2 separate regions of the Mus musculus genome follow, and region 2 is linked to region 1. The links are chromatin contacts, called in public Micro-C maps. All regions are on one chromosome and are shown on one strand. The core of a region is the stretch at or near the end of the contact, and the rest is flanking DNA. Distances in the headings are between cores, read along the strand shown. Region 1 holds the start of Ccdc160 (coiled-coil domain containing 160). Region 2 holds the start of C430049B03Rik (RIKEN cDNA C430049B03 gene).

Region 1 (5,322 bases), core at 1,341-3,840:
AAACAAAACAAGTCCTGACTTTCAGTCATTGCCCAAGGACCATCAGATGAGAACAAAATCCTCCCAACCCCTCAGCCCAAAAAGCCCCCTCTCTTTATCTTTGGATGTTTTCCACTCTTTTGACTCTCAAGGGGAAAAAAAAAAACTGCTCAGCCAAAATAGGAAAAGAAAATATTTTCCTCAGCTAGGCATGGCAGTGCATGCCTTTAATCCCAGTACTCAGGAGGTAGATCTCTGTAATTTTGAGGCCAGCCTGGTCTACATAGTGAATTAAGGATAGCCTGGTCTACATAATGAGTTAAGGGCAGCCAGGGATACGGAGTGAGACTGTCTCAAAAAAAGGAAAAAAAAAAGTAAGAAAGAGTTGTAACTTTCCCCCTATTCCCGTTGCTTTCCGGCAGGAAGCAGAAGATTCTGACCTGGTTCCTTGAGGGTACCTTTTTCATTCCCCAGCCTCTTTCACTAGGTTGTAAAAAACCACTCAGTAACAAAATGAAACCCCAAGTGAGCTGTGTGCAGCCCCAGCTATGCCTTACTAGACAACATTGAGGGCAGGCTAGAAAGGGGAAATCTGGAGAAAGGGTTAAGTGCAGGTTGTGGCAAGCTACGCTGCTGCTCACCTTTCAGAACCGCTCAAGACTCGCCTTCCCGGAAGCTGCAGATTCTTAAGGTAAGGAACCGGGATAAGGAACCTACTTCACAGGTGGTTAACAGCAAATGGCCCTCCTCAAGCACTCTGATCCCTGACAGCAGTAACCTGGGGCTCACAGCTAAATCTACATATGGAGATTCCCTGCTGTGTCTAGAACCTGTCACACTGGCTTTGTTTGGGAAAAGCAGAGATTTTTCTCTCCAAAACTATTAAGTAAATTCATTTTTCTCCCCCACTTCACATCTATCTGTCATATTCCCTTTTTCTGTTACCATCGGTGAGCATTGAGACCTGAAGCTAAGTATATTGGTCACACTGGTATCTGGTAACAATGATTTTTAACTGAGTTATTTTGGGGTTTTGTTTTTAAGAAGGAAAAAGGAAAATCTCTACTGTCCTCCCTAGCTTACGAACTTCGCGGGATGACATTTTAAGGCAAGGGCTTTCATGTTTCCCCTGAAGTTTATTTGACTTAGCTCAAGTCTTCAGGGCACTTTTCTTTTGAACGTTTATGAGGCCGTCTTGGAAGCGTGCTGACAGGGATGAGTGATGCTTTGCTTACAAAGTTGAAGGTTTATGTTGGGCAAGACTCTGAGCTTCTGAACTCCCAGGATGAGATAACAACCAGAACAACTGTACTTACCCTTCCTGAGGTCCAAGGTCTTAGACCGGATGTCACTGGTCTCCTCCAGCTTGAGCTGGAAAAAACAGTTCACCACCACCACCCCCACCTCCCTACAGGAAATATAATTTAAAGAATGTCCCAAACCCATGTTATTCTCTGAAGTGTCCATTCAAGTCACAGATGCTACACCTACAATGTCTGTGGGTCTATCTGCAATGTGGCACCAGACAGAAGTCATTTCTCTTTCTAAGTTTTCAGCCCATTTTTCCAAGTGTTATGCTACCGTCTTCCTTCCTCGGGCAATACAAATGTCAAGTGGGGCAAGAACCACACTGATACTGCATTCACCACGGTTATCTCTTTACCCTGAGCATGTATTGAACAGACAAGCCACCTGTGGTGGAGACAGAAGCTTGCTGATTACAATGTGCCTACCAAGAGTCACAGGGCTGGAACCTAGGCCTGGCTTCCCTCCTTCGAGTAGAGTTAATTTGTAAAAACATGACACAGAGAAATGGTCCCGCTTTTTTTTTTTTTTTTTTTTTGCTTTCATCTTTCAGGGTTCTAACATATGGGTCAAGTGCCCACTTCCCTGGACAGAATGTCCCTTCTATTGTTTAGGCAATATGGAGAGAGAAACAAAGTGCCACCGAAAACTCAGCACTGTGTGTGGCTATGATCCTCAATTCTTTGTTATTAGTGTGAAATTATCCCTTCTTGAAGAAAAGATACGGAGTCCCCTGAGTTCCCAAGGCTTAGACTTTATTACTATGGGAGTCACATTCTTGCTATAAAGCTGTATCTTTATATGCATAGTTTGGGGATTTTTCTCTGTGAATGGTTAACTGAAACTCCTGCCATCCTTGCTTCTATGGAAAAGAAGGTGGCCAGGAACAAGATGTTGTTAGAACCCCCACTGCAGGTGACTCTTTTCACCTCCCAGTCCAGATCCTGTAGCTAGTGGGTGAATGGATAAGCTTGACCCCACTTCTCTGTCCACAACCCCTTTCCCACGCCCTGTTTCTTTTCTTTCCAAACACACGCTAGCTCCAGCCTGGGGCTCTCAAGAGAAAAAAAAAAAAACCTGCTGCTGGGACTTCCTTGGTTTTCCGCCCTCTTGCTGGGAGAGTCAGGGGGTAAAGAGGGGCGCGCCAGGGGAACCCGGGATGTCCCTTACACAGACATACCTGGAAGCGCGGGTGCGGTTGGAGAGCCCTGTCCACTCTTCCCCGAAGCCGGTCACTACCGACAGGAGGCAGCCCCTTGTTCAGTGCTAGCCACCACGACCCGGCCAGGCTGGCCCGGGGCAGAGCCTCTGCAGTGCAGCTCCAGCGCGGGCCGCACTGTTGCCTAGCAACCAGGCGGATGGATTTAAAGGGACCGGGCACTGAAGGAACCGGTCGCTGCAGGTTGAGTACTGCTGCTAGTCAGGGAGTCAAGGCCGGACCAGAGCACTGAGCATGCCCGGTAGGGCGGCCACTGTGGTGGCTTCTGCCAGGCAAGAGATAGGAAAGCAGGGAGAAGACGCTGAGTCAGAATAGGAAAGGTCAAGAAAATGCTAGGCAAACCCATGCACCGCTGGGACTATTAGACTAGATGTGGGAGATTCTCAAGGCTATGTGACCACCGACTGTGGAGAAATGGAGAGGCAGTTGCATAGGGTTAATCCCCTAGATTTGGTATTTAGTAACAGGATGTTATGGAGGATTCGCTTTGGAAGACCTTAGGTTGGAGTCAGGGTTGCTAATAATGTGGGAGTTGCATCATATCCCCATCTCTACCTTATGTACCTGTCGAAGGTCAGTCCAATGGCTTAGCCAGAAGTTCTACATTAGGCAAAGCACTAAAAAGAACCTTGAGTCAGAACCTGGCTCTACCTGTGTAAAAAATGAGGCCTGTCTCTCCATCCATATTGTCTCCATTTATCACTCAAGAATTTGCCTAAGTTGTTCTTGAACCCATTTGAATGTAAAAACGTTGAGGACAACTAGTTTACACTATACTCAAGGGTTAAAAAAAAAAATCACTCCACCCCATAATCAGCATCCAAACGCTGACACCATTGCATACACTAGCAAGATTTTATTGAAAGGACCCAGATGTAGCTGTCTCTTGTGAGACTATGCCGGGGCCTAGCAAACACAGAAGTGGATGCTCACAGTCAGCTAATGGATGGATCATAGGGCTCCCAATGGAGGAGCTAGAGAAAGTAGCCAAGGAGCTAAAGGGATCTGCAACCCTATAGGTGGAACAACATTATGAACTAACCAGTACCCCGGAGCTCTTGACTCTAGCTGCATATATATCAAAAGATGGCCTAGTCGGCCATCACTGGAAAGAGAGGCCCATTGGACTTGCAAACTTTATATGCCCCAGTACAGGGGAACACCAGGGCCAAAAAGGGGGAGTGGGTGGGCAGGGGAGTGGGGGTGGGTGGATATGGGGGACTTTTGGTATAGCATTGGAAATGTAAATGAGCTAAATACCTAATAAAAAATGGAAAAAAAAAATCACTCGCTTTCCCCAGTCACCCAAATTTTCTCTTTAAGTTTTAAAGCTTCCTCACAACTTTCGAGGGGTTTCTTGGGTGACAAAACCCCGCCTCCTTAATCATATTATTTATTCTAAACATGCTATTTTGTGGAACAAATAAATGGTCTCCTCAGGCTTTGATTAGTCGGTTGCACAGTGTAAATTTTATAGCCCATGCCGGGCTGAGACTGGAGGCTGTGAAACACGGGGTTTTGCGGGCACCAGATAGCAAGAGAAAGAAAGGGAAATGACGGCTCTGGGGTCTCCAGGGAAAGATGGTTTAAGTTCATTTTAAAAGTTACAATCTAATTTAAAAGACCTAACAGGTGAGTGACTTGGGAACAATACCGGAGCTACTTTTTGAAAATTCAAACCTTGGGAACCGGATCTAACAGGTGTCTGGGAACCGGCAAGGCTGCATTCAGATGCCCCCAGGCCCTGTTCTCTGGCTGCCTTTGCCTCCTTAGAGAACCAAAGTCAACAAGGTAGATGTCTCATGTCACTGTGTGTTTTATTAAAGACCCTGACAGAATTGGCCTGTGGGATTCCATGAGCTTCTTGATACTAAATTTCCAAATTGCCCCGTTTTTAATCAGTGGCTTTCCTTGTCTTCAAAGGGCTCCATTTACTTCTGCTTGCTATGGCATCCATTACTAATAAAATAAAGGAGTCTTTCTTGATTGCTCTATGTGTTAGATTCCCCATTTGCGCAATGGAAGTAGTTGTATCTCACTCATAAGAGTTCTGTGAAGAGTGAATTAATCAGTTTCAAGTCCTTAGAACAGCACAGGACGAAGTAACTCCCCCAGGAAAAAAATTGTGGCTATCATTATCTTGCTCCATAATTCCATTACTATCCTAAAAAATGTAAATATGACTACACTGATGGAAAACAGGATTTGGAATCTTAAGATCAATCATGCCAAACCTTTATTTCATGTGAAGTTGCAAATCTTTTAAAGTAATTCCACCCTATTACTATATTCCTGGTGGAGCTGAGGTTGGGGGGAGGGTGGGGAGGATGGGAGAAGATTACCTTGGTCTGTGTTTCAAATGTGTCTTACTCCTTCATGTCCTAGAAGTATCAAATGGCAAACAGTCAAGAATTATGGGGACAGAAAATTTCATTTTTCAATACTACAACCATCTTAGACGAATATGAAAGTTAAACACCAGTTTACTGTCCGCTGTAACCTTTTCCGGTACTGAGGTGACAAGGCACTTGGCTTGATAATAAGTGAATTACAAATCATGCAATGGAACCCAGCCTTCTCATTTTACCATGTAGGATACTAAGGTTCAGAGAACCAACGTGATTTACTTTCTGATAGCATAGCAAAGCAGGCCGTATAAAATAATTCTAGTTTCAGCAGCCCCAAACTTGTGATAGTCCGACCAATGAAAATATGTAAACTTATAGACCTGTATTGTACATACATAAGTCTCTAAACATTAATGTAGGTAATGACAATAATAGATAACGTTAATCATACCCCACATCTCATATCTCAGC
Region 2 (5,039 bases), core at 932-3,431, 270 kb before region 1:
ATTATCCGTAGAACAGAGAGAGAGAGAGAGAGAGAGAGAGAGAGAGAGAGAGAGAGAGAGAGAGAGCTCTTTCCTGAAAAGAAAATCTTGTTCTGTAAAAATCTTTTTGGCTAATTTCTCCCCACAGTTTTACAGATCCTGAAAGACTCTACCCTCCTGTCTTCTCACCCTCCAAACCCAGAAAGAAAAACAAAACAAAACAAAAACAACGAAAATAAGCCCCAGTCATCAGCCTAAGGTCACACGATTGTAGCAAAGCCTTGAAACTTTGCGATCATTTTCGCAAAACTCACGATTATGAGATCAACCTCGAAGAAGTATCACAGTAAAAATATAGAAATACAGCGAGAGTTGAGTAGCGCAAGAAACTGCAGCGCTGAGCACCGCGGAATTCAGAATCCGTGATTTTAGTATCTGCCTGCCGTTTTCGCATGTGTTACCCGTTTTGCAATTGCCCCCCCCCCTTTTTTTTTCTTGACACCTGGTGGGTTTTGTTGTAGTTGTCCCCGCTCCCTCCTGAGGTTCCAAACTATCCCGCACGCCTTCTACCCTCTGAAATAAAACTTAGGCTTGACTCTGGGAGCATGGAGGACCCCGCGGCTGCACCGCAGCTACCAGCGTGCTGCTCAACTGCTGGATATTCGCAGACGCCCAGATGTCCTCGCTAGTCAAGGGCGCCAAGGAACCCACTAAGTCCCAGACTAGACAAGAGGTGGCTGGAGTAGAGGTTTAGCCAAGAGCTGCTAAGGCAACAGCCTCTCCTTCAGAGTCACGGAGTGAACGCGCTAAGTAGCTCCCACATAGCGCCTTGTACCCAGCACTCCACCTGCCCCTGTGGTCTCTTTTGGAGCCCGGGTGTGTAAGCTGCTGCAGGCCAGCGAAACCCTTCCCGTCCAAATCCTATCTGAGTTTACATCCCACTCTCTCAAAGATGTCTGCAACCCAAGAAAGGTGGGAAGAGAGACGCTGAGTTTATTTATTTATTTTTTAACATCCAGGCTCTATTTTATAAGGGATTTCTCCCAGATTTTTTTTTTTTTTTGAGTCTTTCACAAAGCTCAGACTGTCCTCGAACTTGCTATGTAGCCAAGGACGCCCTTAAACTTCTGTTTCTCCTGCCTCCTCCGAGTGCTGGACTCTACTGGTCCATGTGCTACCATGCCTGGTTTTTCCAGCTTTGTGTTATTGTGACGTTTTGCAAATATACAAGAAAGTTGCGAACGCGGTGCAATGAAAGACTATTGACTCCCCACCCAGATGCAACCTCATGTTAGCTCCTTGAAATCCATTCCCGTTCCCCCTTCTCTCTGAGTGCCTGTCTGGGTCAGCGGCATCATTTGAAAATCATAATCACTCTTATACTTCATCTCTTTACACTTAGGCACAGTTCTTGTCACCCTGGACACCCTGCTATTAACTTCAACACCGTTCTCATACCTCCCTGGTAAACAGCGCCGTCCCTAAAGATATCCAGCATACAGAAGAAAGACTCCCTTTCTTTCCCTACTCCAGACTCAAAACTTAAGTAGTAAAGACTTTCCTTCTTGGACTGGACATGTATAAGTAAACTGTCGTTCCCTGCCTCAGTGTCATGCCCACCCCTAAAGTGGACCGCCAGGACCTAAGGGAGTCCTCTACCTGAGGGAGAGTTTGGCAGAGAGGCCAGAGCACAGAAGACTCAACAGAGCCTGGGCACACTCGCGCGCCTAGCACTTCCCTTCTGCAATCTGAGGGTCCCTTGTTTCCTCATCCTGTTTCAGGCACCCCCAAGAAAAATAGTCCTAAGAGGCTTGGCTTAGCCGCCCTGTACCCTCCTGGTAGCCCCAAAGACTTGGGCCCTAGTGACTTTAGAGTGTCATTTGTGGCATGGGTCTTTGAGCTGGAGCTTGGTTGCTTCCCTTCCCGCTTTTCCCCTTTCCCCTTTCTCCCTGGTTTTTGTCTCCTGCACCCGCGGCTATGAGGCTCTCTGTACGTGGCCACTCCAGGCTCCCCGTGTCCTTCCCGGCCCTTCCTGGCTGCAGGCCAAGGCTGTGGCTCTGCGTGTCCGCACGGCCTCCCCCCTCCCCCCTTCCGCTCCGGGGCCTCCGAGCGAGCGGGCGAATGGTTGGGCGGGGCGCGGAGCAGCGCATGGCCACGCCCCCCGGGCCGGCTTTTTCTAGGGCTGCTGCGGACCACTGGGCGCTGGCTGCTCCCGCTCGCCTCTTGGGGTGCGCTCGGCTCCAGCCCAACTCCGCCAGCTCCGCCGGCTCCAGCACCGCTCCAACCCGATTCCAGCCGGATTCCAGCCCGATTCCAGCCCGGTTCCAGCCCGATTCCAGCCCGGTTCCAGCCCAGCTCCGTCCCGGCTCCGGTTCTTCTCCGCCACGCCTCTCTGTGAGCCCCTCGCCCCGCGAACCCCGGTTCCCCGGCTGTCCGTCCCTCTGTCCCTCGATGTCCCGCACCACCGCCACCTCGCGCCCTCCCAAGTCTCCGCGACTCGCTCTTCTAACCTCACAACCTCGCCACACCCCTCCGCCCTTTCTCTCTCGCTGTCCGTCTGTCTGTCCGCCTCCCCGCCCGCCTTTTCCTTCCTCTCTCTAGCTTCCCCGGCTTGTTTTCTAGGTCGACGCTGAGGAGCAGCTTCGCAGGAAAATCCCAGAAACCTTTGCAAAAAGCTTACAATGAAATTTAAGAAGTTCTACGATTTCGGCGCCATTTTCGAGTGGAGTGAGAGGTGACTTAGAATCTAAAAAAGAAAAAAACGAGGGGGAAGGGAACTTTTTGGCCCGCCTCCCCCCGCCCCCAACTATGTCTCTGGTCACTACAGACTGTAACAGATACGGGGATAATTCTCAAAAAAATGTTATGCGTCGCGCTGGGTGGGGTGTGGGGGTGGAAAGCGTGTCCGGGGGTCGTGGTGGGGGGAGGACAGATCTTTAAAATGTCTAGCAAGTGAGTGTGGCCAGGGAACTTCTCAGAAAGTGGACTGAGAAGAGTAAACGGGGAGGGGTGGGGAGAGAGAAATGAGTGAGGGGCGGGCAGCCTCAGGCTGTCAGCCTTGCCAGGGTGGGGAGCAACTAGTTTTGACAGACTGTAAATGGGACTTTGGGCCACTCATTTGTAAGCAGTAAAGAATGTCCTGGAAAGAACCGTAAAATTCGTTTTCCATTGTCTCTCGCTAATTAAAACTTTTCAAGGTTGTTTAGTTGTTTTTTTTTTTTTTCCAGTATTGGAAAAGTTTGGCTGGAAGGTGCGGAGGACCTGTGCATCATGTTTTGGGTGTGGGGGCGCATGGCATCTGCAACATTAAAAGACAAAACGTTCTCAACTGGGAAGAGAGGAAGAGGCTTAGTCTTTGGCTCTTAAATCATTTGGCCAAACCCTTCGCAGTTCTGAAGTGGGTGGGGCCATTTTGACCCGTCGTGGTTCTGAAGTGGGTGGGGCCATGGTAACCCTAAAGTATTGATTCTTTGTCTATTGTATCAGCGAATGACCCTCTCTAGAAGTGACCAGACATCTCTTTGTGCTCTCTTTTCGTAAGTAAAGTTAAGCCCAAGGGGAAATACACAAACCCAGGGAGTGAGATGGCTTTTTAAGGATATAAGTCGTTGTAGAGTGATGGGAAGAAAAGAAATGGATGAAGGATAATCTAGAGATGAATTTGATTCCAGTGTATTCGTTAACAAAATTATCTAGTAAGACCTTCGTTTTTGATGATGTTATCTCGAATGAATTTTGTTTTTATGAGTAGTCAACTAAGGAAATGTTAAATTAAGAGGAATTGCAATCTCTGATGTGACATTTGTGTGGGACATAAAGTTAAATTGGGAGAAAAATACGTATCTTTAAAGTATAATTGTATCTTTACTAAACACGGCTTTTCTCTCTCCTCTTTTTAAAGGTGACCATCGATGGTTTTTTCCTCCACAATTCCGTGTCCATGTAAAAATGACTTGTAATATAGCCAAGAAAAGACGGAATTTTCATTCCAACTTAAGGAGTGGGGCTGTTATTATTAATGGCTTTATTTATCATGACCTAAGCAATGCATATGTTAGCACTGGATCATTATCTGTTATGTTAGGAATTTTGTATTTAGTTTAATTACATACTCTGTATATTTTATTAATTAATTAAAAGGACCCAGCATTCATTGTACTAGTTTCGAAAAACGGACATAATTTTAAATGAGAATACAGGAAATTTGTATACAGAATGTTTTTTGCTTTCAAAGGCACTGTAGTTTTGTTGTTTTAGTTATTAGGTTTGTGGTTAAGGACTAAAGGATGGTTTTTGTGCTTTCCTGAATGCTTTGTTTAAACAAGGAAATGAATGTAACTTGTTGCTCATGTGTGTCCATTTTGAAAAGCAACAGTGGGAGCTGAGGAGAGCGCACAGTGCCGGCCATTTCAAGACAAGATTTTCAGTGGCGTGGCTTAAGAAGGAGTGATTTGTATTTAACATCAAGTATTTAAGGATGTCATTTATTTAAAGTTCTTGATTTGTGATTTGATGTCGATGGTAACAAATGTCTTTATAAATAAGCTTGAGTAGCCAGCAATGTATGAGAACATCCAGGAATGTATGTTTCATCTAGAACATTCTCATGCTTTGTCCTTAAAAATAACTAATGACGAGGTGATTACTGTAAGAACGGAGGAAACTACTAGACAAGTCTATTCCATGCCTATAGTATTCAGTAAAACCAACTGGGACTACCCAGAGGGATTTTTTTTTGATTATCAAAAGTTCCTTGCACCAATTTCCAATAAATGATCAAAACCCGGGGACAATAAATGAGACTTATACAAGGTAGCAGGAAGTTTCACCAAGACTTTGGAGCTGGCAAGAGTGATCCAGATGTTACCAAATTGTCTCAGTTTATTTAATCCCACTTTTCATCTACTTTCTGAGGTAAGAGTCTCCTCCTCCCCACTATCCACCACACCCTGCTTTCCAACAGTACACCCTTTGCCTCACCAGCAGATCCTGGAAATCACAGAGACTTTCTTCCTTCGCAGGTACCCCAGAGCGGCCCCCACCCTCGTTGACTCCGAAGG

Evidence for each region. A called contact is a pair of places that touch in the nucleus more often than the background predicts.
Region 2: a Micro-C map of embryonic stem cells shows a contact between it and region 1, with 2.2 times the contacts expected there. The contact joins the promoter of C430049B03Rik here to the promoter of Ccdc160 in region 1. A contact is called at or near these places in 3 of 39 promoter capture datasets (embryonic stem cells, liver and stem cell-derived epiblast-like cells) and 1 of 484 Hi-C or Micro-C datasets (embryonic stem cells).

The regions. Positions count from the first base shown.
Region 1 is chrX:52,788,468-52,793,789 of GRCm38.p6, reverse strand. It overlaps Ccdc160 (coiled-coil domain containing 160), which reads right to left and starts at 2,590. Exons shown (of 2, transcript NM_001034059.1): 1 at 2,465-2,590.
Region 2 is chrX:53,054,332-53,059,370 of GRCm38.p6, reverse strand. C430049B03Rik (RIKEN cDNA C430049B03 gene) reads left to right here and starts at 2,181. Exons shown (of 4, transcript NR_038185.1): 1 at 2,181-2,373; 2 at 2,602-2,713; 3 at 3,207-3,229; 4 at 3,881-5,039. It overlaps Mir322 (microRNA 322), which reads left to right and starts at 5,022; the gene lies at 5,022-5,039.